2 separate regions of the Bicyclus anynana genome follow, and region 2 is linked to region 1. The links are chromatin contacts, called in public Hi-C maps. All regions are on one chromosome and are shown on one strand. Each heading gives the region's core, a stretch centred on a gene start, on an enhancer-like site or on the middle of the called end of the contact. The rest is flanking DNA. Distances are from core to core; before and after follow the strand shown. Region 1 overlaps LOC112049547 (ribonuclease Z, mitochondrial). Region 2 overlaps LOC112049523.

The links. A called contact is a pair of places that touch in the nucleus more often than the background predicts.
Region 2: a Hi-C map of whole body shows a contact between it and region 1, with 4 times the contacts expected there. The contact joins two enhancer-like sites. A contact is called at or near these places in 2 of 2 Hi-C or Micro-C datasets (whole body and whole larva).

The regions. Positions count from the first base shown.
Region 1 is chr11:2,534,031-2,540,377 of ilBicAnyn1.1, reverse strand. LOC112049547 (ribonuclease Z, mitochondrial) reads left to right here. Exons shown (of 16, transcript XM_024087482.2): 11 at 503-718; 12 at 1,219-1,361; 13 at 2,168-2,343; 14 at 3,038-3,230; 15 at 4,278-4,507; 16 at 5,514-5,965. The coding sequence ends at 5,858. Among protein-coding and RNA genes, the nearest start is that of LOC128198476, 5.0 kb to the right of the region's middle. Within about 2 kb of position 3,132, at least 2 of the 8 cell types and tissues checked have open chromatin away from gene starts, as enhancers often do.
Region 2 is chr11:2,600,530-2,606,876 of ilBicAnyn1.1, reverse strand. LOC112049523 reads right to left here. Exons shown (of 18, transcript XM_024087455.2): 16 at 5,436-5,562; 17 at 4,427-4,537; 18 at 1-3,856. The coding sequence ends at 3,027. Among protein-coding and RNA genes, the nearest start is that of LOC112049533, 15 kb to the left of the region's middle. Within about 2 kb of position 3,481, at least 7 of the 8 cell types and tissues checked have open chromatin away from gene starts, as enhancers often do.

The sequences.
Region 1 (6,347 bases), core at 1,883-4,382:
TATGGGTTGATGACGTGAATATGGGTTGATGACGTATTATATTGGTTATACCTTACTAAATTAAAAAGTTTTATTCAACGCTGGTGTCGTAGAACGAAACGTACCTATGTAATCAATGGCTGACTTTTGACTCAATCCCTGTCTTATTCTACTTATACACCTCTATCTGTATCTTCTTAACAGTGAACGAATTTTCAAATTGCTTCTGTACTTCTGGAGCCTATGCATTACATACAAACAATCAAATCTTTTCTCTTTATAATATTAGTATAGATATATACAAATATATAATTGAAAACCCTCACATTTATTAATTTCAAGTATTTTTAAGTAATTTCCAGTAGGTACACAATGTTAATAATATTTTAACAGAGACCAATAGGTAGTCAACACCTGCCTGTCTTTGGTTGCTAAGCAACGGTTTGTTAGTAAACGGTATTTGCTGGATTCGGCTATAGTATAGTTGAGTAGTAGAGTAGTAACGATGTTTAATTGTACACAGGTCGTCCGAGCCGAAGCTCCACATACAAGACTACATCCAAGAGACAATGGGCGCGGATGGGTTTGTAGCCAGCTTGGAGAAGTTCCGCAGCCTCGCGGACAGCGCGCGTTACGCTAAGAGCAACTCGGAGGAGTATCCTCGGGTGGTGTTCCTGGGAACCGGGTCCTGCATACCCAGCAAGACGAGGAACACTAGCGCCATTGTGATACATGTCGAGTATGTACCTTTATCCATTAAACTAGACTGACTTTAACTTGTTTTCCTGGGCACCGGGTCCTGCATACCCACCAAGACAAAGAACACTAGGCCGCTGGTGTACATGTCGAGTACGTACCTTTATTTATTAAACTTTACTTGTGTTCCTGGGTACCAGGTCCTGCATACCCAGAAGGAACACTAGCGCCATTGTGATACATGTCGAGTATGTACTTTTGTCCATTAAACAAGATTGACTTTAACTTGTGTTCTGTGGACTGGGTCTTGCATACCCAGCAAGATGAGGAACACTAGCGCCATTGTGATACATGTCGAGTATGTACCTTTATCCATTAAACGAGACTGACTTTAACTTGTGTTCCTGGGGACCGGGTCCTGCATACCCAGCAAGACGAGGAACACTAGCGTTATTGTTGTACATGTCGAGTATGTATCTTTATTTTTAAACTAATATTGTATCTTAAAAGTAATATTGTACTGATCCATGAATGTATCTCCAGTGAGCACCGGTCCATCCTGCTGGACTGTGGCGAGGGCACGTTCGGGCAGCTGGTACGCTTCTACGGCACCAAGCAAGTCAACCACTTCCTGAGGAAGCTGAAAGCTATCTACATATCGCATCTCCATGCCGACCACCATATTGGTTTGTATTATTTAATTTATATACTATCATTAATTGGTCCAGGTCTGGCTGGTGGGAGGCTGCGGCCCTGGTTAGTTTTTTTTTTTTTTATAATTTACAAGTAAGCCCTTGACTACAATGTCACCTGATGGTAAGTGATGATGCAGTTTAAGATGGAAGCGGGCTAACTTGTTGGGAGGAGGATGAAAATATACACCCCTTTTCGGTTTCTACACGACATCATAACGGAACGCTAAATCGCTTCGCGATACCTCTTTGTCGGTTGGGTGGTAACTAGCCACGGCCGACCAGCCAGACCTGGAAGAAAATCTCAATCGACCCAGCCGGGGATCGAATCCAGGACCTCCGTTTTGTCAATCCACCACGCATACCACTGCGCCACGGAGGCCGTCAAAGTTACCACCCTACCGGCAAAGACTTTGATATCGGCAGATATCCACTGAGCTATCACGACTCACTATATCTTATGTATTGTTTATTATTTATTAGTATTAGGTAACATTACAAGCCGTGATAGTCCAGTGGATAGGACCTCTGCCTCTGCCTCCGATTCCGACCTCCAACTTTTCAGTTGTGTGCATTTTAAGAAATTAAATATCACGTGTCTCAAACTGTGAAGGAAAACACCGTGAAGAAACCTGCATACCATAGAATTGTCTCAGTTCTATGCGTGTGTGAAGTCTGCCAATCCACATTGGGCCAGCGTAGTGGACTATTGGCCTAACCCCTCTCATTCTAAAAGGAGACTCGAGCTCAGCAGTGAGCTGAATATGGGTTGATAATGATGAGGTAACATTAACGCGCAGGTTTGATCGGAGTACTGCAAGCTCGACGGCAGGCGTTTGAAGAGTTGGAGTCAAACAAGCCAATGAAGCCTGTGTACCTGCTGGCTCCGGGGCAGATAGTCACGTGGCTGTCCATATATGACCACCAGTTTGAGCCCATCCGAGACGACTTCACACTTATACCTAATCAGAGTTTGGTAAGTCCAAGAACTAACCCTTTATTTATTTATTTATTTATTTAGGAAAATCTACCGTTAATACATTAAAATCATGCTTACATTTAATTACAATTTTAGGTTATATCAATGCTTAACTATTTAAAAGATTTTCACAACATTCACAATTTTTTTTCAGAGTATATGTAATGTCATTAGTTTCTTAGCTACAACGTTATGTAATATATTCTAATCTAATCTACAAAAAGTATAAGTATATAAGTAATTTAATTTATAACAAATATACAAAAAGTATATAACAATAACTAATTTAATGTATTTAGTTTAGTAACTAGCCCATTTAGGTACAGCTCAATAGGTTCTGCATCAGGCTTGTAGTAGTAAGTATTGAGGTTTTCTTTGTTCCTAGAAATTCTCGGCCAGAGATGTGAAGTTACAGTTCTATGCTTCCATGTCTCGTGGAGCAGGAGTTAAAGCTTTGGTCTGGTCATTATAAAGAACACATTTGATCATGATAATATTTTTACCTCTATAGCTTGGCAAATTCGTTCGTAACACTCCCAATAGTTCGCGCGGGCTGGGAGGGGGGACTACATACCCCACGCAGTCCTATCCCCCCGTCGCCCGCATATCATGGGAGTGTCATCTATAGCGAGGCAGGTCTAATAATAAGTAATCGGTCTGAGTCTGGGCTTAAATGATTCTTATTTTGCAGCTCGCGTCAAACTTCGACAACCCAAACCCGGAGCTGACGTCAGCAGTGCTGGCCAGCATGGGCGTGCAAGACATCAAGACGTGCCTCGTGTCACACTGCCCCAACGCCTTCGGGGTGGCGATAGACGTGAACCAGTCCTACAAGGTCACGTACTCTGGTGACACCATACCTTGCGACGAGCTTGTTAAGATTGGTGAGTGAAGAAATTTTTTTTTATTCAGAATACACTTGCGCTATGTACATAATACTTCTCAATACTAAATACTTGTTAAGTAAACCATGTTAGACTAAGCATTCAGCATGGAATAAGATGTTGACCAATGTTGACCACAATAATAAGAACATACAAGAAAATTGGTTAAGGAGGCCGAGAGCCACAAAAGGTTGTTGCGACAAAGGAAGAAGAAGAAGACTTGAGCATTGACTACAATCTGGCCTAATGGAAGGCAATACAGAAGTTTAGGTTGGAGCGCGCTTGCCTTGAAGATGCCTACTAACTTTTGCCTTGAAGGGTACAAATGGTAAGTGTTTACAAACACATAAGCCGGAAGGGTATTCTACATCTTCGCTGTTCTGTGATAGAATGGAGATGGAGAGAGTAAATTGAAGAAAAGGAAAATTACTGGCCCCAGCCTAAACGCGTCGTCCATATCAGATTTAGTATACCAAGCAACGTGATCACTTCGACGTGTTGTTTGATATCACACATGAAGTCTGATCGCCACCGTACACCGAGATGATTTTCTTAGTCGTCCTTGGATATACTGTACGAGTGCCTCCATAGTGTGATGGAGAGAGTATTTTGTGGGGACGTAACAGATCTTTAGTATAAAATTATCATTGTGTAGGACAGCTTTCGGTACCTAACTACCTTTTCTAATATAGAACTTGCTGCAGGAGGAACTTGGTTTAATTCAGAAGATTTCTTCATGATTCAATGATTTGTTTAGGTGTTCTTTTTTTATGAAATAGAATATTATTTCAATAATTGCTGAATATTACGTAATATAATCATATCGATTGACTGACAACTATATCTACTGGAGTTCACAGAATAAACGAATGGAATTACAAATTATGATTTATTAATGCAGTGTCTGATACAACAAAACACCAACAAAGCTTTTGTTGTTGAACAAACTTTTTTTTTAAAGATTTATCATAATCAAGATCTAACTTGTAGATAATAAAAAAAAACCGAAATACAAAAGCTGATGATGTTTTTTTTATAAAATTCCAGGTAAAGACTCAACGCTTCTAATCCACGAAGCGACAATGGAGGACGAGTTGTCCGACGAGGCGCGCATCAAGATGCACTCGACCACGTCGCAGGCCATCGACGTGGGCAAGCGCATGGGCGCGCAGTACACGGTGCTGACGCACTTCAGCCAGCGGTACGCGCGCCTGCCGCGCCTCAACGCGCACATACTCAACGACAATAGCGTCGGGATCGCCTTTGACAACATGCAGGTGTGTGTTACATAGTGTTTTAGGGTTCCGTATAGTCAACAAGGAACCTTTAGTTTCGTCATGTCTGTCTGTCCTTCCGAAGTTTAGCTCGGAGACTATTACTACTAGAAAGGTAGAAAAGTGGGAAGCGCATGAACGTCAAGTACACGGTGCTGACGCATTTCAGTCAACGGTACGCGCCTCAACGCACATACTCAACGACAATAGCGTCGGGATCGCCTTGGACAACATGCAGGTGTGTGGTATATCTTTTTAAGGTTCCGTAGTTAACAAGTGTTACGAGGTTTAATGCGTTGTATTAACATTCATTATTTATATTATTATTTGTACAGAATTGTTGCAACAGTAATGATATAAATAAGAGGGTATTTAATGACTTTAGCTTAGTTGTTTGTTAGGCAGCGTGCACGCCGTCACGCTGCTAGTTGCGTTGGTGAATTTGTGCTATAATGTTTTATTGTAATTATTGGTCGTAAATTGTTTAATGTGGGCATGGAGAACATGTCGGGCAGGGGAGGTGAGTGTCAAGGTCCCAAGTCCGACCTGGTCGAGGTGTTTCCTCTATCACAAAATAATACCCGTAACGTCATACAAAAAACCTTTATAGCTTCTCCGTGTCTGTCTGTCTGTTTCATTATATCATTTGATGAATCATTAAAGAATATTGTGGGTATGTTTACATTATTTTTTGATTTACGGATCTGTTTGTGAAATGTTCGAAAAGCGTTCATTATTATTTTTAAAATCATCAACCAAAAACCAGTATTACACACTACAACTGACGTACAACTGAGGAACAGTCGGATACTCTAGATTTCGCACGGCCCGTTAATTCCCCCTCCAACTGGTCAGAAAATACTCTGTTTAGGAATGGGTACGGTAATAGCCTCTAGTAGGCGGCGAACCACGACCTCTCGTTGCAAAGTCCGACCTTTACCGTTGAGCAAATAGAATGAGTTTCGTCATTGGTCGTTAAAACCAACCAAATTTTAAATTCCTATTTCAGATTACAACGAGCGACTTAGAACTCCTCCCTCACATGTACGCACCGTTGCAGCTGATGTTCGCGGAACATTGCGTCGAAATGGAACTAAAGGCGCAAAACAGGGCGCGTCAGAAGCAACGGACAGCTTCCCCAACCATGCCCTCTTCCGGTAGCATTCAGAACCATACCACAGATAATAACATGAACATAGACAACACAGATAACATAACCACTGATTTACAACACACCACAGATAGTAATTCAACTGTCACTGGAAAAAATGATGACGCAATTTTTACAGATGCAAATGCAACAGATTCAAAAGGAAAACATAGACAAAATATAACAGATAACTGTGTTAGATAGTGACGTCACACTTGCGTATTTAGTTTTGCCGTAATGTTTTAATGTAATCGTTTATCGATTGTTCACAAAACTGTGTTATATTGCTTTTTAGTTTTCAGTTTAGTTTTTTGTTTTAATACAAAAGTGGTTTTCGTTAATGTTTTTCAAAAAACATCTGTTTAGGTTACATCATGTACTTAGTTTAAGTATCAAGTAGGTAGAATAATGTTACGTTATTATTTAAGTATTAAAAAGTTAATTTATTTGGTATTTTTACTTCATACACATTGATTCATTTAAATTTTGCAGTTAATTTCGTAACTGTATGAATATATTCGTGATTCATATATCAATTAAAATTACACATGATTAGCTTATTATTGTAACTATACTAAAGTTATGTAATTAAAAATTTAGTTTTGAAACTGTAGTTTTCGTAATTACCTTATTAACGATTCTTCTTATTCTTCTTATGAATAATCTTAGTAAGTATTTTCCTAAATTTTTAGT
Region 2 (6,347 bases), core at 2,232-4,731, 66 kb before region 1:
ACGACAGTTCCAAGGTTGATGCCAACTATTTGTCTTTGTAGTGATCAGACAAATAACGAGGTAATTGAAATTGAATATTGTTTTATTCGATCACGACCTTTCAGAAACGCAATCTCTGAGCGGCCGGACTTTAGCGATAGGTACATACAACAATGCTACTCCGGCTTTAAGCTATTTAGATTAAAGCCAAAATAAATGTGTATAATAATTAGTTTCTACATACCTAAATTTTTTTTTTAGTATTAAGCTGTAAATCATATAATACAAATGTGTTTATGGTAATATTCGTCTGGCAAATATATTTAAGTATTTGTAGAAATAAATTTAAGTTACATAAGAAGTAAGAACCCAATTTGTGTTACTTTTGCATGCGATCTGCATCAGTAGACTGACAAAAATTGTCACAGAATAAGCATTTGGTGCATGAATTTATATTGCTAATGCATACTTTCGATATTCGTAACGTTGGACTGTAACCTAAAAGATATTTTTTTTCACAATTCCAAGATGGCGGATGCGTATTCATTGTGCGTAGTTGTAAGTCACAAATACGATATAATTTCGACAATTGATACGCGTGTTCAGATACACGTCACAAATAGACATCGAGTGTACAAATATCAAGATAAATAGACAATATGTATCAAAGTATAAATATCATTAAAAATGTATAAATAAAACGAGTTTTTTTTATCATTAAAATATCTAACATCTAACGCTAAATAATGACTGCAATGCAACTCCGCAAAATGAACTAGCTGACGCCGCGCGGTTTCACCCGCGTGGTTCCCGTTCCCGTAGGAATACGGGGATAATATACAGCATATAGCAGCCCTCGATAAATGGGCTATCTAACACTGAAAAAAAAAATTCAAATCGGACCAGTAGTTCCTGAGATTATCGCGTTCAAACAAACAAACAAACTCGTCAGCTTTATAATATTAGTATAGATTCAAATTGCGACATTTGATTTGCACATGTATCCGACACATAGTTTTACATAATTACGATATTCTACGCCTACATATATTACTATAATTATATTATGAAATAATAAAAACATTACTTACGAGAGTCTAGCAAATATTAAAAAGTTGTTTCCTACAGCTGTATAAAAACTGGGCCTGTAGCCAAGTGGAAAGTCGATTCTCTTTCTACGAACGCAAAGGCTTCCAAATTCAAAAATGCATGTAAATGTAGCTTCCGATTGAATTTCCCACGCAATACTGTTTAGACATACGTCAAAGTATTATCTGTGGTGGCCGCACTTTTTACTCTATGTTCATTATAAAATTCATCTTAGAAGAAAATTCTCGAGGTTTTTGTACAAGTAAAGCATTAGTGATTTTATTGGAAATAATTATAACTATGAGTGTGAAAGAATATTTGAAGCAATAGCTTTTAATGTTGTTTTATAAAACTCTTTACAGGTTAGTAAATAATAGTTGTTTGTACCATGAGTGTAAAAATAAGTTGTATTTGCCAAGATGACTTGCGATGTTCAAAACAAATAAATTTATCTTTACAGAGCAACAACTTTAGTTTTTGTTTCAATAACATGTATATGACATTTGCTATCGACAGGACGTGATCAAGGTCTGTCATTTCTATACATTTTTTCTAGTTTTCGAAGCGATAGCGATCGTAGAAAGAGAATCGACGCGCTACTTGGCTACAGGCCCTGAGTAGGCCGCTTCGGGGGCGTTCGACGATCCTACAGTAATCATTACAATAATCAAAGCGCTATATCTACATAATATATACCGTTCACGGTTATTTGTACCATAATACGTCTCTGTCGAAACACCTCGCGATGTTCACTTTAAATCAAACATTGCATTATGAATAATTTCACTGTATTTGAAGATATAAATTAAAAAAAAAATAATTGAATTCCGATATGTATAAAAAATGTCATGCAAAATAATAAAAAATTTTAATACTATAATATCGAACACTTAACCAATAAGACGGTATGTAAACTTACGAGTACAATGGCATCGACACACTACGGCCAACGTATTCAAATGTATGGCTCGACGCGAGCGGAGCGGACGAGTTGACACTTCCAGCGATGTAAGCGCTTTATTTAGCTTTACATACGATAGTATCACATAATAGGCTAGTTGACACTTTTTGAAGTTTACTCCATAAGAATCGTTGCGTTGCGAAAATTTTAATTATAAAATATTTTTTTTGACAATACGAGCCAAAACGCTGTCGGCCATGATGGGCTATATTTTAACTCTTTCATGACGTCACGTTAACGAATCCTTTACCAAACGGAGCGTTTGGTTAGTTTGACGTTTAATACATCAAGTAACATTGTGACGTCACAAAATGGACGACGGCGTTTTTAACTTTTGAAAAATTTGAAAAACTTAACTTTTATTAATTACAATCTCTTTATATATCGGACCATTGTTCCATGTAGGAAATTAATATTGTGTATATTAAATTTGATGTGAGTCAACTACCCTATTATGTGACACACAAGTAAATGATCTGAAAATTGTGAAAACCTTTTTTATGATACTAAATTTCGCGCTTAAAACTACCGATTTCGATGTGAAATGGATCTTGATATACGCATCATGTAATTATTAATGCGTTCACGCTGATTTGTTATACTGACTTTATTACGTCACAAATTGAGTATTCAACATATTCATTTCATTCATTAATATTTTTCATTTATTTAAATATGTAATAATCTACAAATTTTCGACCCATGCTCGTATCACTCCGCAGTACGTACAAAAACCGAAGCCTCAACGCCTCGGACTTCAAGCCTTCGCACTCGGCGACTTTTTCACGTGCATATAAATAAACGAACCACGAATCTGTATCCACTGCATAAGATTGCATTATTGAATAATGATATGAATGTGTAAACGAAAATGAGTTTTGAAACAAACACCATTAAGTTGATTTTACTTTGACAAATGGCGCGCAAAAAAGTCGCCAAATACACATCTACTTATATTATATACAATAAGAAATCTACATCTACACGTTTGATCTACTTAAGAGATATTCGGTGTTTTGTTCCGCTCGAGAGTGGCCTTCGAGCTGCTCTCTATCCCGGAGTCCTCGTCCCCGCTGTCCAGGACGGTTCCCTCCCCTTTGACGGGCTCCACCTTCGTGGATGTCTCCTCCTTCACTTCAACGTTGTCTTCATCCGTGAGGACGATCTTTTCGTCCGCGTTTGTCGCTTTGCTCGTCGACCCTTTGCCGAAAGTGGAGAACGTCGGTTCGGGGATAGCATCATCACAATCCTTGGGCAGAGGCAGCGACATCGTTATGATCGGCGTCTCGTCCGTCATCACGAGGGGGGTCGTGCCCACCTCGGCGGGCTTCTCGTCTCTCCGCTTGGGTTTGTCGAGCACGAAGTTGAACACACGGTTGTGTCGCGGGGAGGGGATGTGCGGACTGGGGGGTAGATCCAGCTTGAGCTTGTCCCGCGTGTGACGAAGCCCACCCAGGGACTCCCCCCCTGGAGAGCTCGGGCTCACCGACTCGCTGGAACTGGTGCTGTCCACCGACCTCCAGCACTGCGTCGACTCGGAATCTAGCATTTTTTTGGCTTTAAAATCGTCGTCCGTGATGGATCCCGGGGTGATGTCCTCTACGCCCGAGTCCGGGGTGGTGAAGTCTAGGGATGGGGCCCTGCTGGGGACGTACGTTGGCGTCGGCAGCGGCGATGGCGGCGGCGGGAAGTCGTCGAGCTCGTCGGCGAGGTCGCGGGCGAGCGGCTTGATGTGCGCGCCGGGGAAGAACTGGCTCGCCGACGACATCACGCCGAGGCTCTCGAACGGCCGCGCCGACGACGATATGAAGAAGTCTTCGTCGTAATCTGTGGACAGTCAAAAACAAAGTGCACTTTGAATATAAACTGCTAGACCACCATTTTAACTATATACAGCAGAGGTTCCCAATTTTTTTTTCTCATAAACCACTTTCACATTTTACTGGTTCCGGTGGACCCCTGCTAAATTTCTATCCAAAACTCGACTCGAAAAAATGTGTTTAGCTGTATCAAATGCCATCACGAAATAATCAGTTAAAAAAAATAGTGAGAATTGATTACTTAATAAGTTAATTAATTAATTGATTGTGCTGTGAGTGTATGACAAAAAGTAAAATTGTCCAGGCAAAAATTTATTTCAGCCAACTTTAATTTTTGATATCAGAACACAAGGAAGCAATCAATTCCAAATTATTTTATTTAGAAAACCCCCCATTCGGTATGAAACCAGATAAATTTTCGTAGACCCCCCCTTACGCATCGTGAACCCCTATTTTTATGTTACATCAATGTAGACCCCCGGCGAGTCTTCGAGAGTTCGATAGTTTCAGAGATACTTGTAGGCAAGAATATAATATATTCTGCCCTTAGCCGAGGTGTAACAGTGAGCACACAAACCTGCGCCGATAGCGATGCCGGCTCGGAGCGGGAACATGTCGAGCGGGCTGGGCGCGCCGAACAGCTGCCCGTAGCCGAGTTCCGCCTCTTCCGCACTCGTCGGATCCCATTCTGCGGTGAAATTACTTTAGTTATTTCATTGAGCCTCAACATTGGCGATAACACTCATTACTGGCGTTTGACACACAAGGGAGGGAGTCATCCCTCCCCTGAAAGTATCCAAATAATCAGATCCTGAAAGTATCCAAGTAATCAGATACCCTGATGAAGATGATACGCTGAGAAAATTTGTGGGTGTTGATATGGCGCGAGATAAGAATCGAAGAAAGACTAAAAAGCCGACGTAGCCACAAAGTCTTGCCACCGGTTGCATGTCGGGTTTCTGCGTCCAAATCAAAGGATCTGCTTAAGCTACGGTTGACGTTGTCTGCAGATCGTCTGACCCAACGAATGTCTTTAATGTACTTTCATTGACCGACTCTAGCTCAGTGTGTCAGCCTGCGACTGTGTCATGACTCATAAAGTATTGATTTTTCATGAACATTATGATCATTGGCATGCATTTCTTAGAATCACTACAAATATGTGTTCGAGAAGGAATTTTACATTTCTTTACAATTTTTACGTATAGTGCTTGGAGTTTCTTTATATCTATTCTATATCGAATCAGGAATGAGGAGATCCGCATAAGAACCAAAGTCACTGACGTAGCTCAGCGAGTCGCATAGCTAAAGTGACAATGGGCAGGACAACACAGTTTGAAGAGCCGATGGACGTTGGGGTCCCTAAGTGCTGGAATGGCGACCCCCTAGAAAACGCAGTGTTGGTCGACTCCCCACTAGGTGGACTGAGGACATCAAGCGGGTTGCAGGGATGCTGGCGGCTCAAGACCGTTTTGTTTGGAAATCCATGCAAGAGGCTTACGTCTGTTAATAATGAAGAAGATGATGAAGTTGATGAGTGCATATCCTAGTTAAACACGTTGTACACGCCACTGATTACGTCCTACCTGAGTATGTGGAGAAGTCGGGCAGGTAGGCGGCGGGCGAGTCGGCGTCCACGTCGGCCGCCTCGCGCGGGTACTCGTACACGCAGTGGTACTTCTGCCGCTTGAACACCACGCGCTTCTTGCTGTCCTGTTTCATGCAGTTACAACTGTTTGAAATTACTTAATATTTTTTTCTTGGTCATTAGACTTGCACTTGACTACTTAGACCAAATACCTGTGGACTTGTATCGCACCCAAATTCACCAACAAAAATTACTGTCGTTTTTTGATGGGGACGGGTTAAACTCGCACATCGTAAATATTTAACACCAATAAACATATTATGTCCTTAAACTACACACATCGAGAAATTCCATTCGCAATATAAAACTAATTTTAGATGAGTAATTTTAACAGACTAACAAACGAACAGAATATTTGATTACTTGATCGATGTTTTGCTCTTCCGGCTGGAGAATCGATTCTTTTTAGATACTGTTTTTTTTTAAATTTGATATATTCTATGCTATTAAACTACACAAGCACGCATTTTTAGGGAGCTCTTTATAATTCGTCTGAGCTTTATTACAATTATGTCTGATGGAAAGCAATAAGGTACTCTAGGAAGTGACTGACGCGCTTGCTAAGAAGTGCCTTTTCTCTCTTGCTTCGAAGGTGTTCAGATTGTAGGTGGCAGGAAACCCAGACGCCAGAAGGGCGAACAACACGTTAACATTTGGAATAAGAAATGTTGAAGTGAAACGTTTGGTGCTGGTCGTTTTGATATCAATGACGTAGGGATGCCACCCTTTACGACGTCTCGCTGTTCTGCTATAGAAGGGAGAAGCAGGAACAAGATAGTGGAGCTCCAGAAGTCTTACAGAAGCACGTTAAGCTGTCAAGCTGTCAGTGCTGGTCATTATAATTGACATC